Linked DNA regions of Mus musculus: regions 2, 3 and 4 are each linked to region 1. Evidence: chromatin contacts called from public Hi-C, HiChIP or PLAC-seq and promoter capture Hi-C data. All regions are on one chromosome and are shown on one strand. Each heading gives the region's core, a stretch centred on a gene start, on an enhancer-like site or on the middle of the called end of the contact. The rest is flanking DNA. Distances are from core to core; before and after follow the strand shown. Region 1 holds the start of 2610316D01Rik (RIKEN cDNA 2610316D01 gene). Region 2 has its middle 120 kb from the start of Pabpc4l. Region 3 has its middle 110 kb from the start of Mir6379. Region 4 has its middle 31 kb from the start of Mir6379.

The links. Promoter capture Hi-C pulls out the DNA fragments that hold promoters and counts their contacts. A called contact is a pair of places that touch in the nucleus more often than the background predicts. HiChIP or PLAC-seq counts read pairs in DNA pulled down with a chosen protein or histone mark.
Region 2: a promoter capture Hi-C map of second pharyngeal arch cranial neural crest shows a contact between it and region 1. The contact joins the enhancer-like site here to the promoter of 2610316D01Rik in region 1. A contact is called at or near these places in 9 of 39 promoter capture datasets (cranial neural crest, embryonic stem cells, frontonasal cranial neural crest and 5 more), 6 of 115 datasets of contacts at active chromatin or transcription factors (astrocytes, craniofacial prominence, embryonic limb bud and 3 more) and 1 of 9 other capture datasets (embryonic stem cells).
Region 3: a Hi-C map of olfactory sensory neurons shows a contact between it and region 1, with 5 times the contacts expected there. The contact joins the enhancer-like site here to the promoter of 2610316D01Rik in region 1. A contact is called at or near these places in 9 of 39 promoter capture datasets (cranial neural crest, embryonic stem cells, frontonasal cranial neural crest and 5 more), 7 of 484 Hi-C or Micro-C datasets (cerebral cortex, cranial neural crest, embryonic fibroblasts and 3 more) and 9 of 115 datasets of contacts at active chromatin or transcription factors (astrocytes, embryonic forebrain, embryonic hindbrain and 5 more).
Region 4: a contact with region 1 is called in an H3K27ac HiChIP or PLAC-seq map of embryonic stem cells, with 6 times the contacts expected there. The contact joins the enhancer-like site here to the promoter of 2610316D01Rik in region 1. A contact is called at or near these places in 5 of 39 promoter capture datasets (cranial neural crest, embryonic stem cells, hippocampal neurons and 1 more) and 5 of 115 datasets of contacts at active chromatin or transcription factors (astrocytes, embryonic forebrain, embryonic hindbrain and 2 more).

Annotation. Positions count from the first base shown.
Region 1 is chr3:45,375,963-45,381,766 of GRCm38.p6, reverse strand. It overlaps 2610316D01Rik (RIKEN cDNA 2610316D01 gene), which reads left to right and starts at 3,507. Exons shown (of 9, transcript NR_045172.1): 1 at 3,507-3,625. It overlaps Pcdh10 (protocadherin 10), which reads right to left and starts at 3,369. Exons shown (of 5, transcript NM_001098172.1): 1 at 1-3,369. The coding sequence starts at 2,514.
Region 2 is chr3:46,562,523-46,568,271 of GRCm38.p6, reverse strand. No RefSeq gene overlaps it. Among named protein-coding and RNA genes, the nearest start is that of Pabpc4l, 120 kb to the right of the region's middle. Within about 2 kb of position 1,406, at least 3 of the 459 cell types and tissues checked have an H3K27ac peak or open chromatin away from gene starts, as enhancers often do. A contact at or near this core is called in craniofacial prominence and second pharyngeal arch cranial neural crest, where this site is marked.
Region 3 is chr3:47,009,158-47,015,418 of GRCm38.p6, reverse strand. No RefSeq gene overlaps it. Among named protein-coding and RNA genes, the nearest start is that of Mir6379, 110 kb to the right of the region's middle. Within about 2 kb of position 4,753, at least 3 of the 459 cell types and tissues checked have an H3K27ac peak or open chromatin away from gene starts, as enhancers often do. A contact at or near this core is called in olfactory sensory neurons, where this site is marked.
Region 4 is chr3:46,866,414-46,872,747 of GRCm38.p6, reverse strand. No RefSeq gene overlaps it. Among named protein-coding and RNA genes, the nearest start is that of Mir6379, 31 kb to the left of the region's middle. Within about 2 kb of position 1,662, at least 7 of the 459 cell types and tissues checked have an H3K27ac peak or open chromatin away from gene starts, as enhancers often do. A contact at or near this core is called in embryonic stem cells, where this site is marked.

The DNA.
Region 1 (5,804 bases), core at 2,258-4,757:
CTTCAGGAACATCAGGTCGGTCTTGGCGGACTCCGGGGTGAGGCAGACCTGATAGCAATAGTTCTGATTGTGGTGATGGGAACCGAAGCCTCCGGACTCCTCTACCGGCACCTGGGCCGGGTTGCTAGGGACGTTGGCGCTCTGCACCAACATGATATCTGACTTGCTGAGTTTCTTCTTGCGCGCCCGGGCTTGGCGGCCGCAGCAGGTGGAGCTCCCATTGCCGCAGCAGCAGCAGCAGAGGCAGCAATCGCTCGCGAGACACGTGTAGATGTTGAGTTTTTTCTCTTTCTGACAGCGCACGGCCAACACGATCATGGCCAGCAGGAAGATGAAGGACACCGAGCCCAGGGCGATGATAAGGATAAGTGTGAGGTCCAGTGAAGTTTCCCCGCCGCCAGAGCGGCTGGGACGCAGGTGTTCCCCAGACCCTCCGCCTCGGTCCCCGCCCCCGCCCTGTGGCTCCACCGCTCCATCCACCAGCTGAACCACCAGGGTGGCTGTGGAGGACAGGGGCGGCTGCCCGTGGTCGCGCACCTCGATCACCAGCTCATAAGGCCGCTGGGGGTCGCGCTTGGCTGGGACCCGGCGCGCGGTGCGGAGCTCTCCGGTGCGCCAGTCCAGTCGAAAGAGGTTCATTTCGTTGCCCCGCACTATGCTGTAGGTGAGCCTGGCGTTCTCGCCGTCGTCCGCGTCCACTGCGGCCACACGAGTGAGCAGGTAGCCGGGTTCGGCAGAGCGCGGCAGCACCTCGCGGGCTGGAGTCCCGTTGCGCCCCGGAAGGGGCGCCACGATGGCGGGGGCGTTGTCGTTCTGATCCACTATCAAGATGTTGACCGTGGCATTGCCGGCCAGCGCCTGGGGACTGCCGGCGTCCCGGGCTTCTACTTGAAAGCTGAAGTCCTTGATCTGCTCATAGTCGAAGGATCTCAGGGCGTACAAGTAGCCGTTGTCTGAGTTGATGGACACGTAGGTGAAGACACTCATTCCTTGGATCTGGCACTCTAGGATAGAGTAGGTTAATTTTGCATTGGCCCCTTCGTCGCGGTCCGTGGCGCTCACCGCGTAAATGTAGGCACCCGGCACATTGTTTTCTGTCACATACACGTCGTAGACCGGCTGGCTGAAGCGCGGCGCATTGTCATTCACATCTGACACTTGAACCTGGATCGACTTACTGGTGGAGAGTGCAGGCTCGCCCCGGTCGCGGGCCACCACGGTCAGGGTGTAGGAGTCCCCAGCCTCTCGGTCCAAGGGGGCTTCGGTCACGATAGTGTAGTAATTCTTGAAGGAAGACTTGAGGCGGAACGGCACGTCTCCCAGAAGCTCACACTGCACCTGCCCGTTCTCCTCTGAGTCCCGATCGGTCACGCTGAACAGAGCCACCACCGTGCCAGGGGCCGCACCCTCGCTCACCGCCTCTTTCACTGTGCTGAAGCTGATCTCTGGTGCGTTGTCGTTGGCATCCAGCACTCTCACCAGAACCTTGCAGTGCGCAGGCACAGCATTGGGACCCAAGTCCTTGGCTTGGACATACACCTGATACACTGGGCTCTCTTCATAGTCCAGCTCGCCGCTCACCTCCAGCCGGCCGGTGCGCGGCGACAGTCCGAAGAGCTCCCGAGCCCTGGGTGAAATGTGACTACTGAACGAGTACACGACCTCGCCATTCTGGCCTTCATCAGGGTCGGTGGCATTAAGCTGGATCACTAGCGTGCCAGGGGGAGAATTCTCTGGTAGGGAAACTGTGTAGACGGGTTGGTCAAAAGCGGGCACATTGTCGTTGGAGTCGAGCACTCGGATGGTGAGCAAGGCCGTGCCAGTACGCTGCTGCTGGGGGGGCAGGCCGGCTCCCCCACCGCCTCCCCCTCCTTCCCCTCCTCCTCCCCCTCCTCCCCCGTCCACCGCGGTCAGCACGTAGCGGTGCACCGCTTGCTGTTCTCGGTCCAGTGGCTTCTCCAGGACCAGTTCGGCGAATCGGTTGCCATCTCCCTGGGTCTGTACGTCTAGCGAGAAGTAGCTATTTGGGGTTATCTCGTAGTCTCGCAAGGAGTTGGTCCCCACGTCTGGGTCGAAGGCGCTCTCCAAGGGAAAGCGGGTGCCTGGCGTGGCGCTCTCTGAGATCTCCACTGTCAGGTCGGGCTCTGGGAAGGAGGGAGGGTTGTCATTGATGTCCAGCACTTCGATCTCCACTCGGAACAGCTCCAGCGGGTTCTCCAGAAAGACCTCCAGGTGCAGGACACAAGAGGGGCTCTGCTTACAGATTTGCTCGCGATCTATCTTCTCGTTTACGTACAGAACCCCGGTCTCCAGATTGAGGTCCAAGTAAGGGGTCCGTGAGTTGGCCACCGTCTGAAACCTGCGAGCTGAAAGTTTTGTAATGTCCAAGCCCAGGTCTTCAGCGATATTCCCCACGAAAGTGCCATGTTCCTGCTCTTCCTGCACAGTATAATGAAGCTGGGAAAAGACTCCGTCCACCATCCAGAGCAAGGCAAAGAATAACAGCACAATCATTTCCAAAAGGAAAAGGAAGCAGCTCCCCTGTAGCCAGCCAGCCACCCCGATCACCGCCCCCCAACCACCACCACAAAAAGAATAATAATAATCTAAAAAATATAAATAAAAGTGTGCTGCGTGGGGGGGGGGCTCCTGTGGCTGTATTAAAATTTTGATTCCTTTTGCTTCATTTTAGAGCGTCTCCAAATCGAGCCTCATTTTTCAATCTTAGCGCAGAAAGGGTGACAGATGTCCCCTATGCTCAGCCGTAATCTTCCCACTGACCAATTAATAAAATAACGATCATACAATAGTCAGCCTCCTTTATTCCGACAGTGTTGGCGCAACGCGGCGCTGGCAAATCCCAAGGAGGAAATTTCGATATTTCAAGACTGTCCTAGGTTTGTCTTCCTGCTGATGGGAGGAGAATGTGGAGGAGGAAGAAGAGGAGAAGGAGGAAGATGAAGAGGAAAAGAAGGTAGAGGAGATGCTGCCGGCACCACTGAACATGCCTCTTGATATCAACGGCTGGCAAACGCGAGCGGGGTTAAAGACAGCGAGAAAAATTTTTGCTGGAAAAACACGGAGCCGTTCTGCAGCATAAAACTTTCATTCTCTTCATTTCTCCGGATGGACGTTCCTCTTGTCATTTTCTTCCCTCTGTCTCTCTTTGCATCTCTTGGCTTTCATAGTCTTGTGTCTATTCTCAACTTCACTGGCTCTGGCTTTGCGTGAACACAACCAGCTATTTCTTTTCTGCTGTTTCCTTTGCAAGCCTCTCTCCCTCTAACCTGCCTCTTCTCCTCTCAGTCCATCCTGCCTCCTGCTTCAGCCCCAATGCTTGTGATCTCGGCTGGCAGTTTCTGAGCTCCGAGCGCTCCGCTTCTCTGTTTTTGCGCAGCGCCCTCATTCTGCCAACCAATCGCCGAGGAGCACCACCCACCGAGCGACTGTTCGTTGGCTAAAGTGGCCGTCAAGTAGTTACGTCACGCGGCAGCCAGGAGGGGCGGGGCAGAACGCTCGCTTTGGCTGCGGGAGTGAGTGTGAGTGTGAGAGCAAGAACAGCCCGCAGGTCCCGAGGCGCTTGCAGGGGACTCTGCCGCGGAAAGTTCCCAGTCCCCAGCCGCAGGTAATGGGCAGGGAATAAGAGAGGTTCCCCTGTTTGCATCAGCAAATACGAAAACATAATAGCAACAGCTGCGGTAGCCTCTCCAAGGAGCGGGGTTTCCAGTGACGCTAACATTCTTTTTTTCCTTTAAGGTGTTTTCCCTCCTGCTGATCGTGGAAAGAAATCACCAAGAAGAGGGGAAAGTTGCCCCGGGGCCGGTAGTCATGTAGGGGTTACCAAAGCAAGGGACTCTGGCAGAGATGCGCGCGGACAATTTAAATGCCGGCATAAAATGGCATGTGTCAATCAAAGCTAGAGGGTCAGAAGGGGAGGTGTGGGGAGGATAGACCAGGCTGCAAAGGGAGTGCGGAGGTGAATTCCCCCTAAAGCGGAGGGATTCAGACCAAGGGACTTGGGGCGACAGCTCCTATAGACGGGCAGATGGTTGAACGTCTACCCATCTAATGTCTACCCACAAAATGCTTGGTTACTAAATTAACTCGTTTGGGGACATTGCTTCGAACTGTGAGTACCCCAGTCAAGGACTGGGGGCTTCTTTGTAGTTTATGCATGGGAGCCCGCCATCGTTAAACCCACTCTAGGGCACCGGATCCAGCACCACCCATCACAGCGAGGCGCTAGCAATATCCCTGCGCCTCGCCTGGCCCCGCGCCAGGCAGCAGTGGCGAGCGCGGGCTTTTCTTTTCTTTTCTTCTTTTGCCTGATTTCTGTTTTAATTATTTATTTTTCTTTTACCCTTGGTGATCCATCCCTGCCTCCATAACTAGAGGGGGTGTGGGAAGAAGGTACATGCCCAGCCCGAAGACAGCTCTCTGGAGAATGACCGTGGGGTGGCCGCGAGGGCGGGCGGGGCGGTGCACACGCACACGGGGGATAGAGTGTGCACCGCTGCGGGAATCCACCGGCACGTTTGCACATTCCTGGTGCTGGCCCTCGTCCTCGCTGGCTGGCCACAAGCTGAGTTCGGTGCGAATCCCTGGGGAGCAGTCCGGGGATTCTGAGCCGCGCGCCTGACTAGCCACGGGTATCCACACGCCCAGTTCCCGGGAAGTTATAAGGCGGCGGGAACGAACTCTCCGCTGCTGGGAGAGCCCGCTGAATGCCTGTCCTTCAAGGATAAATATCGAAGAATACGTTTTAATACTTATCAACGTGCTGCCCGCAAGGAATAGGTTGTTTATTTTCCGGAGGAGCCGTTTAAGCCAAAGACTAGAATGACTCCCTAGAGGCTTCCCGGTAATGAATGACCCAGGAGTAACGCTACAGCAACCGAAGGGAAGGAATGGTACCACCCCTCCCCCTATACTGCCCTCCCCTCCCACCCCCCACCCCGCCCGCAAGGTACGCTACAGTGCCTTCTGGAAAGAAATTAGGAGTGCGCGTCCCCACGCGTGATTGACAGCGAGGCGTGCTCGGACCACTCGGGAGAGTCCGTGTTTAACGGCCTGTTCCCCTACCCCTACCACTTGCCTCTTGCGGAGAGATGGGTTCTACCTTTAAGAGGGTAGGTGGAAAAGGAGCCAGCAAACATGGCTAAGCCTTTTCCAGCTGCATTGAATTGACCATCCGCCAAAACCAAACCGCTACAGTTTAAAATGATTTTAGCGTCACGTCTGCGGCGGAGAATGAAGCGGCAGAGCAGAAAAAGGACCTGTGGATCAATGAAAAGGGGCTCAGAGTGTATCCGAATATTAATACACTGTGGCCATCTGTGCTTCCCGCCCCTCCCCCTCCCTTCAGAGCTACAACATTAAAATGCAATTTTTCTAGCACCCCAAGCTGACTCATCCGAAACCCTGGGCCTTTAAAAAAAAATCCAAACACGATGGTAATGCTTTAATGTGTTTATTTGTACGGACGGAACACTTGTGTGTCTGCATGTTTTCGTGTGAGAGACACGCTGCGGAATGACAGTGCAGATGTGCTGGCGGAGGTTTGTGTCTCGGAAAGGAGCTTGAAGTTCGAGCTGACTTAGGGCGTTTGCAGAACGCCGGCGAGCTTGCCGAGGTGGAGATGAGAACGTGAAGAGATGGCCAGATTTCCCTGAGATTTCCCTGTAAATAATCAGTGCATCCACTGTAACACTTGAGCCGCTTTTTTTTTTTTTTTTTTTTTTTTTTTTTTTTAAATGGTGGCAGCTGTGTTTGAATGGGGACCATTTCCAGAAACGTGGGTTGCA
Region 2 (5,749 bases), core at 157-2,656, 1.2 Mb before region 1:
GATCATTAGTACAGCCTGGGTCTGATTGCTCTGCTCTTAATCATCCTTGATCAGGAAGAACAAATGTTTGTCGTTTCCTTAAGGAAGTCAGCTTAGAACCTGCAGCGAAGAACACAGTCCCTCCCTGCCCAGTCTCACAAAGCCTGTTTTATTTCTGTCTCTCATGTTTAACATACATTAACTCTACTTAGTTGTATTTTAATTTTTGCCATCCCTGCTTTATCCCTGTCTTCATTAAAACACCTTTTCTTTATGTCTGCATCCATACAATCAAGAAGAGTCCTCACACATACTAAAGTTAATTCACATAAAAATGTGACCCACATTTTTGCCTAGTCTTCTTACAATGCTTTGTTGTGTACTTTTCTCTGGGATTTCCAATGATTTAATCCTTCAAAAATTCAATTCAAAGTGACTATACTTCCTTTTTTCTATCATAATTCGCAATTTAATTCAAGAGTTTTTGTTTGTTTGTTTGTTTATTGATAGGGTGACATCTTGTTCCAATGCTTTTATTGTAATTTCAGGTTAGACTTTCTTTTGCCTATCACGTGGAAACTTCAATTTAAATGCATAAAACTAGATATTTTTAGAAGTTAGAAGTATGCTGCTGCAGTTGCTAAGACATTGGTGATTATACATCAGAGGAGAACACAAAGGCACAGACACATGAACTTTGAAAATTTATTTTCTGGAGCTTTGTTTAAATAGTTACGAAATACTCTATTACAAAAATATTCTAGTTTTTCCCCCCAAACTCAGTGAAAGCTCCCATTTCTTACGACACCCTACAACAACTTAAATTGCTTAAACACTTTTGAACACAAAGAATTTCTTTTCAAAATAATTATGAAAATTTATGTATCCCATTTCTTGAAAGTAAAGGAAAAACAGATTGTGAACATTTAAAAGAAAGGAAGTTGACATTATTAACCTTTTACTAGAAAATGTGGACATAAAGGTTCTTTTATTACCTTGGAATTCCATAATTGTGAAGAGTTACAACTTATTTATTTCACCTTCTTAAACATAAGATATATAGTTTCAATTTCAAAGCATGTGCCTTCAATTTAAAATGTCTTAGTTCTCTGTACTTCATCATTTTATCATCAGAACAGTTCCTAAGTTGAATCTTTACAAAGGAAATTTGTCCAGATATCCAGCGTTACTTGCCTCGGGGCATGGTTCTTTTTGATGTGGCACACAATGAACTTTTTTTTTTTTTTTTTTTTTTTTTTGAGGAAGCATGGGATAATGAAATGCTGATCTTTTCGAGAATGTCCAAGCAGATGTCAGTTACAGATCAATTAGGGAGATTCAGGGTACAAACACATTGAGTACATTGAAAAGAGGGGAAAAAATAGCGACATAGGGAACAAACAGAATTCAGCTGGAAATGGAATCAGAAAAGAGCTCAGGGACCCTGAGCCAACCTGACATCAATTTAGTGATACTGCCCTGAGGCCCTTGTCTGCCTTCTTAGACTGCTCTCCACTCAAGCTTTCAGGATCCAGCCAATCTTCTGAAATAGGGCAGTCTTAGATTTTACGATGAATTTTCTTTAGGTTTCTGCCATTATGTAACCCTTAATTACAACAGAACAACATAAGAGTAATGGTAGAGCGTCTGCATCATTATATATGAGGAAACAGAAAATTATTTATGTAATTATTTTTAATAGTAGATGTATTAAATATTTTGCCCTTTTCCCATAAGTACAAGTGTGCTTTTGACCACTTATTCATATCTACTTAAACATCAACTGTCTCAGTGAGATGAGATATTTTGTTCTGTTTAAGATGTCTCTCCTCATTTCTCTTAGTATTGTGGATATCTTGTTTCATTGTTACTCCATTGTCTGGCTCCAGGCTCTAATAAAATAGTGTTTGCAACCCTTGCCAAAGACATAGACGATTGGCCACCACTTTGCTCCTTTTTAAATACTACTATTACTTTTCCTTTTTGACATTTTATACTATCTACTTAACATCTTCTTGTAACTGTTTCTTCTCCATTGGAATCTGTGAGACCTGACTGCTCTGTTAGAGTAGATTCTTCCTTTAGTCATAAAATAAGAGGATTCTTGTGCATAGCTATTTTGAATGTTTTTCTCTTACCAAAAAGAAATATCAATTCAGATAGTGATGCATTTTCTTTGCCGATAGGTAGAACAATTATTGGTTATCACAATCAGACTTAAAATGTTTTGTAGACATCAGATATGTTTGCATATTATTGTATTTTGGATATGGAAATTTCCAAGAGCATCCTCTCATGTATAAGAACAAATTCATTCTTGCAGCACTATCCCGTGATTTAGAAAGATACTATCTATTCTCACTTCCTATAATTTCTTCTGTGTGTACGCTTGTGTCTGTATGTGTGTATGTGTGCATATGTCTACGTATGTGTGTGGGAGTGTGTATGAGTGTGTGCGTATGTATGTGTGTGAGTGTGTGTGTATGTGTGTGTGTGTGTGTGTGTGTGTGTGTGTGTGTGTTTTACTGCTAAATACAAGAATACAATCTACTTACTCCCTTCCAAGATTTTACCTCATGACTACAGTCAGACCTAGAGCTGGACACCACAGGAAACATTTCTTTAGTTTTCTTTTCCACTGCTACATTCTTCTACATTATTCTGGTGTCGTGATTACATACTGATGAACTATAGCTTATAATAAAAATTCTCAATGTTTCAACAAAATGTAATAATCTCACAGTACCTATTGTAATAATCATTTCATATCACAGTAAATAATTTTGAAATTGTCATTATTAATTTGTGCATTGTCAGGGTGTATTTATATATCATTTCAACAAATGCTTTTATTTGTCATCACAAGAAGTAGAAGTTTGAACTTCTTCAAATAAAGAGAACATTCTGTTTGATAAGCTCTTTGTAAATCAGAAGAAAATCTTGATTCTCCTTCAAATTACGGCCCATGAACATCATACTTTTCTATCATTGCCTGGCCAAAGCAATGTACTCTTAAGAAAGATGAAAGATATAGTTGTGCTCACGATGTACTATTTGCCAAATAGTACAATCATCATTCCTCTCAAAGATTGATAGCATTGTCAACTGCAAAAAATGAATTATTAAGAACAAAAGTATCAAAGAAGAACAACAGAATCTAATAAAATAACTCAGTGTCTAATGGCTTGTGGACAAGTGAAAAATGACCTGAACTATCTAATGCTTAAATTTCTTCTAATGTATGCTACTCTATTAAACTTGAGAGAAAAATATTTAAATGCAAATATTTCATTATGATATCTTGTTATATTAATAGTAGTAGAGTCAGTACCTAGCAATATATTGGCAGAATTAGAAGCCTATTTTGTAGTTCTTTTGCGATTAAGTACACACTTACTTGATAGGCAGTAACCTGGATGTGAGGATACCAGATATATTCTAGCTGCATTTGTTGTTCAGGCTCCTGATGCTTAGAATTACCTATTTGGCTCAGCATCCTCAAAGCTGTTGGCCTCCTATGTGTCTCAACATCATTGAAGCCAGAGTTGTGCTCTTCATAGCCTACTAGAAGTTAAGTAGAGTAGAAGGGGGCTTTCAAATGAACAGAGAAAGACCATTTCTCATTGTTGATCACCTTGATATTGCTCAGCAGTTAATGATTGCCTTGATTAGGCCACAAGAATTGAATTCAATGACATTATATATATATTTTTTCCTTTACTTGTCTTAAAAACAAAATGTGTTTCTGGCCAAAATCTCAAAATATTGCTGGAGTACATTCTTCATTAAAAACAAATTCTATAGATGGAATTCAAATCGCAAATAAAACTCTATAATTGTTATTGACCCATTCATTGTTTCTACTCTGTGTCTTGACCATTATCCAGTTTAAGTTTTTATGAGTTTTTTAAACTAAACTAGATTAACTTTTAATTTTTAAACTAAATATCAAATGTTGAATAAAATTGTTAAACATTGCAAATGTATGTGAGAATATTTTTATAGTATGATTCTCTCTTAAAGGATTCTCAATACTAATGTCTGTTATGTATAAGATGCATACACTTTCCTTTAAGATTTAGAAGTGGTTAGATTCTTGATTTTGAAAGTCAGGGATTGTGCCCTGCCGGCCCTTACCACTGAAGGGTATGTAGTTGTTAATTTTATAATGACATTGATACACATATATTATGGACTTGGTTAAGTTTTTCCCAGCCTATTCTCCTTCTCTTTGCCCTCATATATCTCTTTCCCTTAGATAATTTTGTGTCAATTTTCATGTTATCTATACATACATATTTTATGTCTATGTATACAAGTTGGTGCCATGGCTAACAGAAAATTGTCTCTCATTCATACCCTACATTATTCATTTAATAGATTCACCAGCTGCAAATTTCATAATTCCATCTGCTTTTATGAATTCATATACAGATAGGTACACTGCATAATTTGATTCTATGAGTCACCAGTTCTGAATAATGCTATGTAGCCATAAATATGCAGGCATCTAGGTTATGTTCTTAGAGACCTTCATGGAAGCACCAAGAAGATAAGACTATATTTACTGTTTTGAAAATACTGTGTTGATTTATGGAGAGGCTTTTCAATTTATGTTTTCACAAACTGTCCATAAAAATCCTCTTTTCTCAACAACACAAACACCCTTGGTTCTATTTCCTTGTTTGTCATTCTACCCTGAATGAAATGAGATCTTGACATAAATTCATTTGCATTTTTTTCTGATGGTTAAAGTAGTTGATCTTTCCTCCCCACCCCACCCCCTTCGGTTTATTGACATATTAACTTTTGAGAACTCTCTGTTCATCTCATTACTCCATTTATTTATGAGGTTGAATAGTTGATTTATATTTACTTAATGACTCTGTTAAGCATTCTAAGTATTAATTTTATCATCTGTGGAGCTAGCCAAGCTCTTTGATCTTTCATCCTGCAGGTTCCTTCTTGGCTCACTTATTTTCTTTGTTTCACATAAGAATTTTGCAGTTTTCTTTGCCCTTTTAAAAATTCAATGCTACAGAAATTCTAAATTAGAATACTTTAATTGGGGAGACTAGTCCTTGATTTTAAATACCTTCTTTTTATTTACAGTATTTAAAAGTATGTTGGTATATACCAATATCTTATCAGGAGGAGAATTGATGACCATTGCATTTCACAGTGGTTATTTTAAACTAAGTTGTTCTTTTCCAATGATTTCACACACTTTTCTGAGAAGAGTATTTGAATGAGAATGGACCTTTTGTTCCCACACTTCCCATAGTTTCCTAGTTTATTGCAAGCACTTGTCATAATAGTCAGCATTTACTTGTCTTCATAAGCTAGGCATCCTATATTACATATGTTGAGAAATAATGAATCTGGGAGTTTTGATCAGATGTCTAATTATTAGGTCATTACAACATGGTTTTTTTTATCGTTTTACATAAACAACCAAAAATATCACATGTTATACATTTCAAGAATAAAGAATTTCTATTCTGTATCATTTAATGGGAAACCCGGCAACAATAAGGGAGGAAAAGTGGGGTGGATAAATGATTATATAAAAGCAATAAATGCTAAAAGAAAGAATTATTATGATCAACTCAAAGAGGGATATCAAATGTCACAATAAAGCATACTGCTTTATATAATTAAAATATGAAAAAATATATTGAAACATTTAAAGGAATTATTCACGAGTAAGCTGGCATGTCATAAGACTCTAGTTTTAGTGAGAACATACAATGATATTCAGTTATATTTC
Region 3 (6,261 bases), core at 3,504-6,003, 1.6 Mb before region 1:
GGTTGAAGTGTTATCACTATATGGATGATATACTTCTTGCTGCACCCACAGAGGAGATGTTGGAACATGCATATAGTGATCCAAAAATTAAAAGAAAAGCAATAGGTTGTAGCCCCAGAAAAGGTTCAGAAAGGAAAAGTGGTGAATTATTTAGGAACTAAAATTTTTGATAATCAAGTATCTCCCCAGAAAATTCAGACTCGGACAGATAATTTAAGGACATTGAATGCTTTTCAAAAGCTATTGGGGTATATACCGTGGGTATGTCCCTATTTGGGCCTAACCAATAAACAATTACAACTATTATATGATAATTTACCGGGAGATATAGAATTTACTTCTCCCCAGCAGCTTACTGATTCTGCCTGCGTAGCATTAAGTTTGGTCAAAAAGGGTATTCAAATAGCAGCATTAAAGAGAAAAGATCTGTTCAGTCCTACTATTTTGTGCATTCTGCCCTCAGCAACCCAGTCTACTGGAGTACTCTGGCAGGGCGCCGCTTTGCTATGGATACATCCCAAGATTTCACCCGCAAAAATCTTTTATTTTTTAATATTTTTTATTACATATTTTCCTCAATTACATTTCCAATGCTATCCCAAAAGTCCCCCATACCCTCCCCCCCCACTTTCCTACCCACCCATTCCCATTTTTTTTGGCTCTGGCATTCCCCTGTACTGGGGCATATACAGTTTGCAAGTCCAATGGGCCTCTCTTTCCAGTGATGTCCGACTAGGCCATCTTTTGATACATATGCAGCTAGAGTCAAGAGCTCCGGGGTACTGGTTAGTTCATAATGTTGTTCCACCTATAGGGTTGCAGATCCCTTTAGCTCCTTGGCTACTTTCTCTAGCTCCTCCATTGGGAGCCCTGTGATCCATCCAATAGCTGACTGTGAGCATCCACTTCTGTGTTTGCTAGGCCCCGGCATAGTCTCACAAGACACAGCTACATCTGGGTCCTTTCAACAAAATCTTGCTAGTGTATGCAATGGTGTCAGCGTTTGGAAGCTGATTATGGGGTGGATCCCTGGATATGGCAGTCTCTAGATGGTCCATCCTTCATCTCAGCTCCAAACTTTGTCTCTGTAACTCCTTCCATGGGTGTTTTGTTCAAAAATCTTGTCTTATTACCCTGCCTCAGTAGCACAATTGGCCTTGATTGGCCAACAACAATGTGTTCAATATTTTGGCAGTCCCCCTCAGGAATTGATTGTTCCATATAATATGAAGCAAATAGAAGTATTATCAGCTACCATTGACGATTGGGCAATTTTGAGATGTAGCTTTATGGAGAAGATGGATAATCATTTCCCTAAGGATCCCATTTTGCATCTGATTAAAGCTCATCCAGTTGTTTTTCCATGAATTATTTCTCGAGTGCCATTGCCTGATGCCCCCTTTAATGTTTACAGATGGGTCTAAGACAGGCTGTGGAGCATATTTGGTCCATGGCTCCACGCCAGTAACTTTACAGTTTTCCCCTGCTTCTCCCCAAGTTATTGAGTTGCAGATTGTTATAAAAGTTTTTAAAATCATTCTGAAGCTTTTAATTTAATTTCAGATAGTCAGTAAGTGGTTAATTCGTTAGCAGTGCTGGAAGTGATAGGGAAGGTGAATTGTCAATCCACTATAGGGGATTTGTTAAATAAATTACAATCCTTAATTTTAAATAGAAGTTCTCCATTTTTTGTCCAACACATTCAAGCTCATACAGGTTTGCCTGGCCCTTTAGCAGAGGGCAATGATTTGGTTGATAAAGCTGCTAGAGCTGCTTCTGCCTTTTTGATTCAAGCACCTGTAGAACTGGCTCGTAATTTCATTCACAGTTTCATGTGAATTCCAAAACACTTTCTTCTCAATTCCATATTACTAGAACACAGGCAAAGGATATTGTTATGGCTTGCAAAGCCTGTGCTCCCTATTGCCTCAGGCAGACTTGCACACTTTATATGCCCCAGTACAGGGGAACGCCAGGGCCAAAACGTGGGAGTGGGTGGGTAGGGGAGTGGGGGCGAGGGTATGGGGGGACTTTTGGGATAGCATTGGAAATGCAAATGAGGAAAATACCTAATAAAAATATTTTTAAAAAAAGTATCATGAATAGAGTTAGGGACTGGTGGTTGCCCATGGGATGGGTCTCAAGTTGGGCTGGTTATTGGTTGGTCATTCCCTTAGTCTCTTCTCCCTTTCCTGTGCCTATATCACTAAGAGTCCGAATATATTTAGACTGAAGCCTTCATTCCTATCCCCGCTCCCAGTTCTCTGCTCTTATGACTATTTTATCCTCCCTTCTAAGTGTGACTCAAGCTCCCATACTTGGGTCTTCCTACTTAGTTAGCGTCTTTGGGTTTGTGTAGTGTAGCATGGTACTTTATTTTATGGATCATGTCCATGATAGACGGAGGGCTAAAATTCTAGAAGTCAGAGGCATCAGGATACCACTAGAACTTGACCCACAGTGCCAACTAAGCAGGATTTATAGGGACTTATAAAGCAGGAAGCCTGTTTGGGTCTGAGCTAGGTCATCTGCAAATATGGTTGTTAGCTTGGTGTTCTTTATGGGAATTTCAATAGTAGGAGTATGTGTGTTGTGGAGAAATGGCTATCTCTGACTTTTGTCTGCTTTTGGGATCCTCTTTCTTCTACTGGGTTGTCTTATCCAGCCTTGATATGTGGGTATATGCCTAGTCTTAATGTAATTTGTTATACAGCATTGAATTGATGTCCCTGGGAGGCCTACTCTTTCTTGAAGAGAAACTGGAGGAGTATATCTTGGAGAAGAATAAGGGAGGAGAGAGTGAGACTGGAGGATGTTGAGGGAGCAATAGAATCAAATGGAAAGAGGAGACAGACTCTCTGACTTCTGGCTAGGAAGATGGAGGAAGCTTGAACATTTTTATGAATCCCATGCCAGGCATTTTTAGGCTTGCAAATAATATTTCCCCAGTGTTTTATCAAGATTTCTCCTCAATATGTGTTGATCTCTGTGTCAAAAATCACTTTTTATAAGGACAAATTCAAAGCAGATCACATTCAACCTAATTTCCTATGTCCACTTGGTCATCACCATGGTTTTATTCTGAGAATCATGGTTACAGTTTGTGGGAATGAAATGCCACTAATTTAATGAGGAAAATTCAGTCTGTAAAACTAAAACTAAAATATGTTCAAAACTGCATAGTGCCAGTTCTGAAAAAAAAAAAAAACAAATATTTTGAAGTGATTTTTCTCATATTTAGATTGTCAACTAGTTTGAAGAAACAGTATAAATCTTACTTATTATATATACTGTCTATAAAATAATAAACATTTATCTATATAATACATTTTTATTTAAAATAATAATTTTTATATATTTTGTCTTATCAAATATGATTCAACAATCTTCAGATTGATTGTATAACTTGCATTTTTATGTATGATTTTGCAGAAATGTGTAAGAATTTCTGTGCAATTGATGTAAGTTTCAAACAAAGTCATTAACAGTCATAGTGTTTTCGTGAACTGCAGACCATAAAGCCATCTAGGATGGATGAAAAATACATATATGTGCTTTGGACTAGGTGCTAAGCCGAAATACACCTGAGTACTTACATTTTTCTCATTCTTTTTTTCTAATAGCTTCTGTTTGCTAATCTAAAATAAAGAGTGGAAAATGAATCCCTTGAACACATTTCTTCAGGCACACAGCATGTGGAAATTCCTCTGAGGTTTTCTGAGCACAGTAAACAGATTTCCCCACATCTACTTGCCTCACAAACAGCTATTTTTAATCATTGTTGGAGTCCTAAGGCACTGGGGGAATAATTTAATTCTAATTGTTTTGTTTTCAGCTCTGACGTGTGCAGATTTAAAACCAGAATGTTTTTTATGCCTGTGTCCATGAATCTATTTTCAAAGGATCAGAGAACGTAAGTCTCCAAGAAGTATAAGAAAAAAATATTTCTTGGTTTTTAACATGTTGGTATGCTGAACAAATTTAAAAGCCTATTTCAATAAGTGATGAAATAGGGAGATATTATACCTGACTACTCATCTGTGACTTTATGATATGGGACACACACACATACACTTTTCATAACACACTGAGGCTCATATGAGAAAGAAAGAAACATGATAGCTTTATGGAACATTTATCATTCTTACTGCATGCAAGGTTAAGGCCTCAGTTTTCTTACGATGGTTCTAGTTGAATAGCATAGGAATAAATGTATCTCCCTGTTCCTTCAGCCTCAGAGTTATACATTACACTGCAAGAGATTTCCAGCAAACGACACTCTTCATATAGGCAGAGATGAAATATATAGGGTATAGCAACATGGCCTCTTCTATGGAAGGTTTCCTTAATCTATGCGCAGCGTGCAGGGTGATACATTATATAATATCTAAACCATAATGCCTTATGTTTTCACAGGTCCCTCTGGTCACATTAATATTTGTAGGAACTCTCAAGCTGACTTTAGCAAATGCATCAAACTAAAATCTGGGACCATTCAGTATGATGGCTGGACTCAGGAATTATTATATACTATTAGCAATGATCCAGGGACATTAAATCCCATTATAGGAACAAAAAGCAGAGGAAAGAAGAATCATTTTTTCCCTAGAAGGGCTGCAGAAAAGCAGGGCCAATTGTTTCCATCTTTGTTAAGCTGTCTGTTTGTTTCTGGGCTTCCCCAGTGAGGAGTGTTTTCCACAAATCCCAAGAGGTCATGGGAAATCCTTGCACAAAGTGCTGTGTAAGGTTACCAAGGGAAATTTCCACCTTTCTAATCCCCTAAGAAAGGAGTCACCATGCTTTGATTTGTTAGGGAGTTCTCAATACTCTGTGCATGGTCTTTAATATGTTATCTCTTGAGACGTGTGTTACTTTCCATTTGATTAATAAGAAATAGATGTATAAATGCCATAGCTATTGTTATGGCAGGAGTTTGGAGCTAATTCTACTTTAATTATGTGAAATCTTTGGCTTATGTAAAGGTATTAATAAGGTCAGAGGAAAGACATGAGATAAAAAATACTGATCTTTTAACCAGACAGCTTTAACTGATATCAAAAACATTTCATTCCACTATATGAAGGAACTGGTAGAGATAAAATTATTCATTTCAGGTGAACTGTAAACATGTTATACAGGCATATTTTGGGAGAGCATACATATCAGATTAAAGGTACCTGTCAATCTATTACAGCAACCAGAAACTAGTGTATTTGACAGTTCACTAAAATTATACATTTTAGTGTATAAATATAAAATTAATATTTCTTTATGATTAGTCATTGTTGATGAATGCCTATGTTATAAAGAATGTTGGCAGTGCTTTTTGGTAGAATTAATGTGTAGTGCACACGTGAGTTCTTGTGGAAGTATGTTAAATTAAGAAACTGTAAAAAATGAAAAAGAAACTGTTGTTACCTTAAAGAAATTTAAATCCTATATATGTTGTGCAATATAGTGATGTGTTAGATTATGTAAAACAATTTGACACAATATATTCTCCATAATATTAGTTTAATCAGCATAAACAGCCCCCTTACATATAAAAATTTAACATTAATCATTTAATATGACACATTGTTAAAATTCAAGAGACATATGTAATGAATCTGATTTTAGTCACCAAGATTTTCTCTTGTTGTGTTTATATTAAGTATATTAATGTAATGCCCTAAATTTGTATTATATTTTACAAAAATATGAACCCCAAAGGTTATTCTTTTACAATTTATCAATTTCAGAGTTATTACAAATAAAAGTATGCTAGGTTAACTGACACAAAAATATTCACTTTATGACTTTGATTTTTATTTCAATCTATCATCCTATTTTCTCTTCAATATATAAAGAATGCAACATTTGATATTAAATGCATATGAAATTAAGAATTGACCACATGCTTGAAATATAAACTACAGTAAATATTATCAAATCTTAAAATGTATAGGGGTATTCCTCAGTGGTGTTAAATAGTTTTTTTAATCTATACTCACTTATAAAACTACACATTCATAGTTTGTATACTTTTAAACTTTTGAATTTTATTTCACAACAATAATTTTTAAATCTCTTATAAAAGATTTTTTATATAGATACTATGCGAAAATTTTTTGTATCAAATTTGTTGGGATCATTTTTGTATCAATTTCTTATATTTATTACCTAACACATGCAGAGCATTAAATTGTGCTCTCACTCTCCTCTCCCATCTTAGTAAACTTGATGTTAACCTTTTCATATGAATTGATTTTAATGTTCAAG
Region 4 (6,334 bases), core at 413-2,912, 1.5 Mb before region 1:
TTTTAGAAAACCTATAACAAAAATTGTGTCTTAGGAACCTGACAAAGTGTCTGTTCCTTGTTCCAAACAGCAATTCATTTGGTTATTACAGAATATTAATAATTGATCTATTGCATACCATCATTTTAAATAAAATTGACAATCAATATCCCAAAGATAAGCTAAAAATTGATTTTATGCATGCTTTTATATTTTCTATAAATTTATGCATGCATGCATCCCAATTATTGTGTTTAAAAATGACCCCTCTATGGGAAATAAGTAGATGTGAATTAGATCACAGGCTTATTCTTTTGAGCTTCCCCCTGCTTCAGCACAGATAATTAAGTTGTGTGCTGTGGATGGTGTTTTAAATGCTGAACAATCAAACCTTAATTTGTATATTAATAGTCAATATTATATCTCAGAACTCACAATTGCTTAAGATTGTTCATCCATCAGATGCTATCAATTCTCAAATTTGCAATTGCTTATGCATATACAACTCATAAGTAAAAATGCTGGATTTATATCTCAGGCAGTCTATAGGTCCTACATATAGATGGATTGGTTATATAATCTCATTCTTTATTTAATCAAAACAGTAATGGCTTAAAATAGTATTTTGGTATTCTTAGAAAATATGCATCTCAAATTGTGAAACAGTTGTTCTTGGTGTCCACAGATTCTATCTGTTTCCACATAATACTGTTAATTCTTGAGGACTTATACTTAATAAAATTGCTGCAAATGAATGCTCTCATTTCTGAATAAATTATACACATGTGACTATTAATAACTTTTCAAGCTTTCTAGTTACAACCGTTCTTTAAGAGAAATAATTGAAAGTGCAATTAGTCAGTGCCCATGTTACATTAATACTGACTATAACAGTCAAGTATTTGAGATGTTTTGTCAACAAATTATTAATTCTCAAGGACAAGGTATTGTGGAACTTTAAAACTAGCTTCTTAAAAGACAAAGAAGGGGGAAATTATATCCCTGTGCACATTAATTAATATATCCCAGTGCACATTATTTAAATCATACTTTTATTTTAGAATTTTGAAATTTGGATGTCAAAGAATTTAATAAATGCCTTATAGTATCTTAAAAGGATCTACTTATTGGCATATGGCTTGATCCTGAACAGCTACCTTATTAGGAAAGGGAAAAGCATAGTTTTTCTTCACAGAACCCTGCAGAAACATGATGTCCAATTCGTGTGACAAAACAGGTAAGTTTGCTCAGTGCCCTGACTTTAGTGACAAGGAAGCTAAATTGGGTACATGTTTTCGACCCATCCTTGCTTGCCATTTTTCTAGTTTGGACAAGTGTAGCTGCCTTGGTTCAAGCTTTTAACCTTATGCTAAAAAGAACATCAGAGACTGTGTAATCTGACTTAGAAAGATTAGTGATTCTTCTCTTTCCCTCATGTGACTGGTTATTCTAACTCAATCTTGGACTGGTCTAGTAATAATTCCAGTATTAGAGTATCCCAGGGAAGATAGCAAATATTCTTAATTACTTAACAAAATTAAATTAGAACACAGCCTCCTCTCCCAGAAAGATTGCAGCCTTTCTGTGATTCTCAAGGTCACCTCCCCCATATGGGGAGCTCTAAGTCTAAGCTTGATGTTTGCTAATTTGCAATTGAATGGAGTAACTGGACTTCCCCAAAAGAAGCTTTTGTACTATTGCCTTTCACTGCCTGGACTTTGTTTTTCAAGCAGGTCAGTCAATGCCCTTCAGCTTGACTGCAGCAGGCATATATCCTGCCTCCAAGAGAGCAGGTGGCAGTTACAAATATTCATTCAAGAAGCATTCTAGTACATATTGTGGCTTTTGGTCTGATTTGGTATTAAGGTTTGCTGTGAGGGCCAAACAGTCTAGATGGGCACCCAGATCTTGGAATCATATCAATCTAGACAGAAGTACATGCCAAGAGGCCATGGTTTATTAATAGTACACCACAGAGCCATGTAAAGAATTAGAGGCAAAGGTTAATGTCTTAGAAGTAGTAGTCTTAACAATAGGGCAGGACATAGCATACATTAAGGCCAGAAAGGCAGAAATTTCAGATATTAGCAATAGTCACTTGGACATTTGGAACATGGATGAATTGGCCAGAGATTTAAAGATAACCTAAGTTCATTGAATCCCCTGGATTGGGTTCAATATATTATACCACTTGCTATTATTATTGGCACTATTTTATTAGTAAATCATTGTGTTTCCACTCATCTTTAGAGCACTTCAGAGATCTATAGCTACAATGAGGCGGGACATTCCGGAACTTCTGCAAAAATATAAGAATGGGGGAATGCTATGCACACTTCAGTGAAGTTTGCTTGGCAGGCTGAGAGGCCTGGGAGCACTCAAGAGGCAAAGAGTTTCATGGAAACTCACCTCCTGGAACTTTGGCATTCTCATAACCCGTACATTCTTACCCTATCCCCCATTAGTCTGGTGTATGGATCCACATGCTTTCTTTTAGTATTATCTTAGTATAAGTGCCTTTTAAGATTGAATTCTGATATAGTTAAACCTTTGCCAGTGTTCCAACATCCTAGAAAGTTCTTGAAGCCAAAACTTGGAATTCAGTAGGAATTCAGTAAGGAAGTTACCTATTCAGTAACTAATTAAGCATCACAAAAGATGGAGCCAGCAGCTCAGGACTGGTCTGCAGAGTGTTTACTAGAACAGTAAAGACAGTCTTAACCAGACAAGGGTTTACCATGAGAAAAGTTAGGGAATCCCACTGAGAAAGGTTTCTTCACTAGGCCCAAAGAAATCAGCCAGAAATTATGGAGCATGGATAGATTTTATGCCTCAGTCTAGCTTTTTTTTTAATATTAATAAGGAGAGGAGATGTAGCCTCCAACAAGCCTGAAGCAGGCTAAGCCAGACCTTGACTTTGTTGCCACTAAGGAGATTACTTAGGGTGTAGCCTGCCTCCCTGGATCACCCTTATGTTCAGCCACTGCCACTGCTGCTACCTGCTGGGAGTTGGCCTAGCCTTTCCAAAGTCTACATCTGATCCTACACTTGGTCACCTGTAGCTGGGCTCCAATGATGATTTGGTGGGAATGGGCTTCCCCACTCCTTTATAAAGCATGTCCGCCATTAAATATTTGAGCCTTGATCAGAATACTGTCTTGGTTCTATCTCTCTCTCTCCGCCTAGTTTCCCTCTTCTTTTTCAGCTCCAGGCTGCCTCCAAGGCTTGAACCCAGACATCAGAGCCACAGGCCAGCCCCAACATCAAACAGAAAAGTGAAAGTTCAGGATTTAAGATAGACAAATAATAAATGGGACCTCATGAAACTGAAAAGCTACCGTAAAGCAAAGGACACTCTCAATTGTATATATATATATATAAAGTAGATTATAGGAGGGGACATTTTTTCACTAATGCCACATCCATTAAGTGGGTACACACAAAATATGTAAGGAACTGAAGAAACTAGACATCATTGAACCAAATAACCCAATTGAAAAATATAATATAGACCTTAAAAACTTCAGAGAAGTAGAGAATTTTTAATACAGGGATCTCAAATGAATGAGAAACATTTAAGGAAATCTTCAATATCCTTAGTCATCAGGGAAATGAAAATCAAATCTACTTTGATATTCCATAATAAAATAGCCAGTGGCTAAGATTAATAATACAAGTAACAGATCAAGTTGGAAAGGATATTGAGCAAAAGGAATTTCTTCTTTGATGATAATGTATATGATAATATACATAGGCAAGCTCAAAAATTCTACCAAGGGACTTCTATAGCGAAAAAATACCTTTGATAAAGTAGCTGGACACAAGATTACTTCAAAAAATTAGTAGCCCTCTTTTATATAAAACAAATTTCTTCATTGCTTATGGTAGTGCAAATTTGTATAACCACTATGAAAATCAATTTGGTAGTTTCTCAGAAAACTGGGAATCAAACTACCTTATGACTCACCTACAGTATTTTTAGGCAAATACTCAAAAGATGCCCCATCATAACAGTAGGACATAAGCTCAGCTATGTTAATAGTGGCTTTATTCATAATAGACAGAAACTGGAAACATATGGGATTTGTGTCAACTGAAGAGTAGATAAAAATATGAATTTTCACACTGTAGAATTACTAAGTTGTTAGAGCAAGATAACATTATGAAAATTTCAGGCAAATGGACAGAGCTAAGAAAAAATTCCTCCTCAGCAAGGCACCCTAGACCTAGAAAGACAAACGCAATGTGTACGCATTTGTTAGTGGATATTAGCTACAACCCACAGATCCAGAGAAAGTAACAAGATCTCTAGAGGGGACATAGAGAACTCCCTTTGAAAGGAGAATAGCATGGATTTGACGGTGGACTGGAAACACTTGGGAATTAGAACAGGAGGATCAGATAGGGGAGATATGAATAGGAAGAGGGAGAATGTCAGGAGATGATTAGAATAGGGAGAGATTTCAGGGACAATGTAGAAATATAGTACATTAAAATTTTGTGAAACCTATGAGTGACCATAGCAAGAACTGCTACTTATAAAGGACATGGAAGCTGAGCTGGCCATCTTCTTTAAACAGACAAGATTTCCCATGGTGTGACTGGTAAATCATCCCAGCCACAAAACCTTCAACCCACAACCTGTCTGGCATGCTAGACGTGCTGAAACAATGTTAGCTCAGTGCTTGTGGGAGTGGCCAACTAATGATGGATCTAACTTGAGGCTCATGTCATGAAATAGAACCCAACCCCAACACAGGAAGACCTACAGTCCTAGAGTATAAAATAAAATGCTGACACACACACACACACACACACACACACACACACACACACACACACACAATCAGTAAAATGAATCCAAGTGATATTCTACTATACAGATAGATCTCTGCCTAACTCATTTGTCTTCAGAAGGGCTTCCTCTAATGGCTGATGAAAGCATACTCAGAAACTCATATTCAATCACTAGTTGTAACTCTGGGAACCCCACAAATGAGGGGGAGGAAGGATAGTAGGAGCCAGAAGGACAGACAACACAGACCCCAGAATAAATTAAGCAGGGCACATAGGGGCTTCCAGAGACTGAAACACCAGCTATGGAGCTTGCAAGGTTCTTTGCTTGGTGCTCCACACACATGCTGTGTTTGTTTGGTTTTAGGTTTTTATAGAACTCCTATAAATGGGAGTGGAGGATTTTTCTAATTTTTCTGCCTGATCTTGGGGTCCCTCTCCTCCTACTGAGTTACCTACGTCAGCAGTCACATAAACATTTGTGACTAGCTGTATTGTATCTTGTTCTGGATTGTTCAGTTGAACCTGAGGGTCATTTAAAAAGTAGAATGAAATTGTAAGGGGACTGTAGACATAGAAGATCTCCTCATAACATTCGTGGAGATCTCTATTATGGTAAAACTTCATAGATCCATGCTGGTTTATTTTTTTTATATATTTTTATTAGATATTTTCTTCATTTACATTTCAAATGCTATCCTGAAAGTCCTCTATACCCTCCCCTGCCCTACTCCCCAACCCACCCACTCCTGCTTCCTGACCCTGGCACTTCCCTCTACTGGAACATGATCTTCGAAAGACCAAGGGCCTCTCCTCTCATTGATGGCTGACTAGGCCATCCTCTGCTACATAGGCAACTAGAGACACAGCTCTGGGTGGTGCTGGTTAATAAATCAAAACAACCTTGAGATTCCACCTCACACCAGTCAGAATGGCTAAGATCAAAAATTCAGGTGACAGTAGATGCTGGCCAGCGTGTGGAGGAAGAGGAATACTCCTCCATTGTTTGTGGGATTGCAAGCTGGTACAACCACTCTGGAAATCAGTCTGGAGTTTCCTCAAAAAATTGGTTTAGTTTGAAGATGAAAAAGAAGAAGGAGGAGGAGGAGGAGGAAAAGGAAGAGGAGGAGGAGGAGGAGGAGGAGGAGGAGGAGAAGAAGGAGAGGGAGAGGGAGAGGGAGAGGGAGAGGGAGAGGGAGAGGGAGAGGGAGAGGGAGAGGGAGAGGGAGAGGGAGAGGGAGAGGGAGAGGGAGAGGGAGAGGGAGAGGGAGAGGGAGAGGAAGACGACAAGGACGACGACGAAGAAGAAGAGGAAGAAGAAGAAGAAGAAGAAATGGTACCTTTCTGTTCAGTCATAGTTGAGGCAATCTTTCCAATACTGAACATCATATTTGGTTATACCCTTAAGCTGCGAATTGTTGAGAAAAATATTTATTATGTAAGTTATTGTTGTCCCCATTGTTCCCTTACTTAATCATTCCATAACTCAGCAGTTTATTTTAAAAGTATTCAACTATGTTTTTTGTTTTTATTTTGTTTTGCTTTTGTTTTTTGTTTTTTG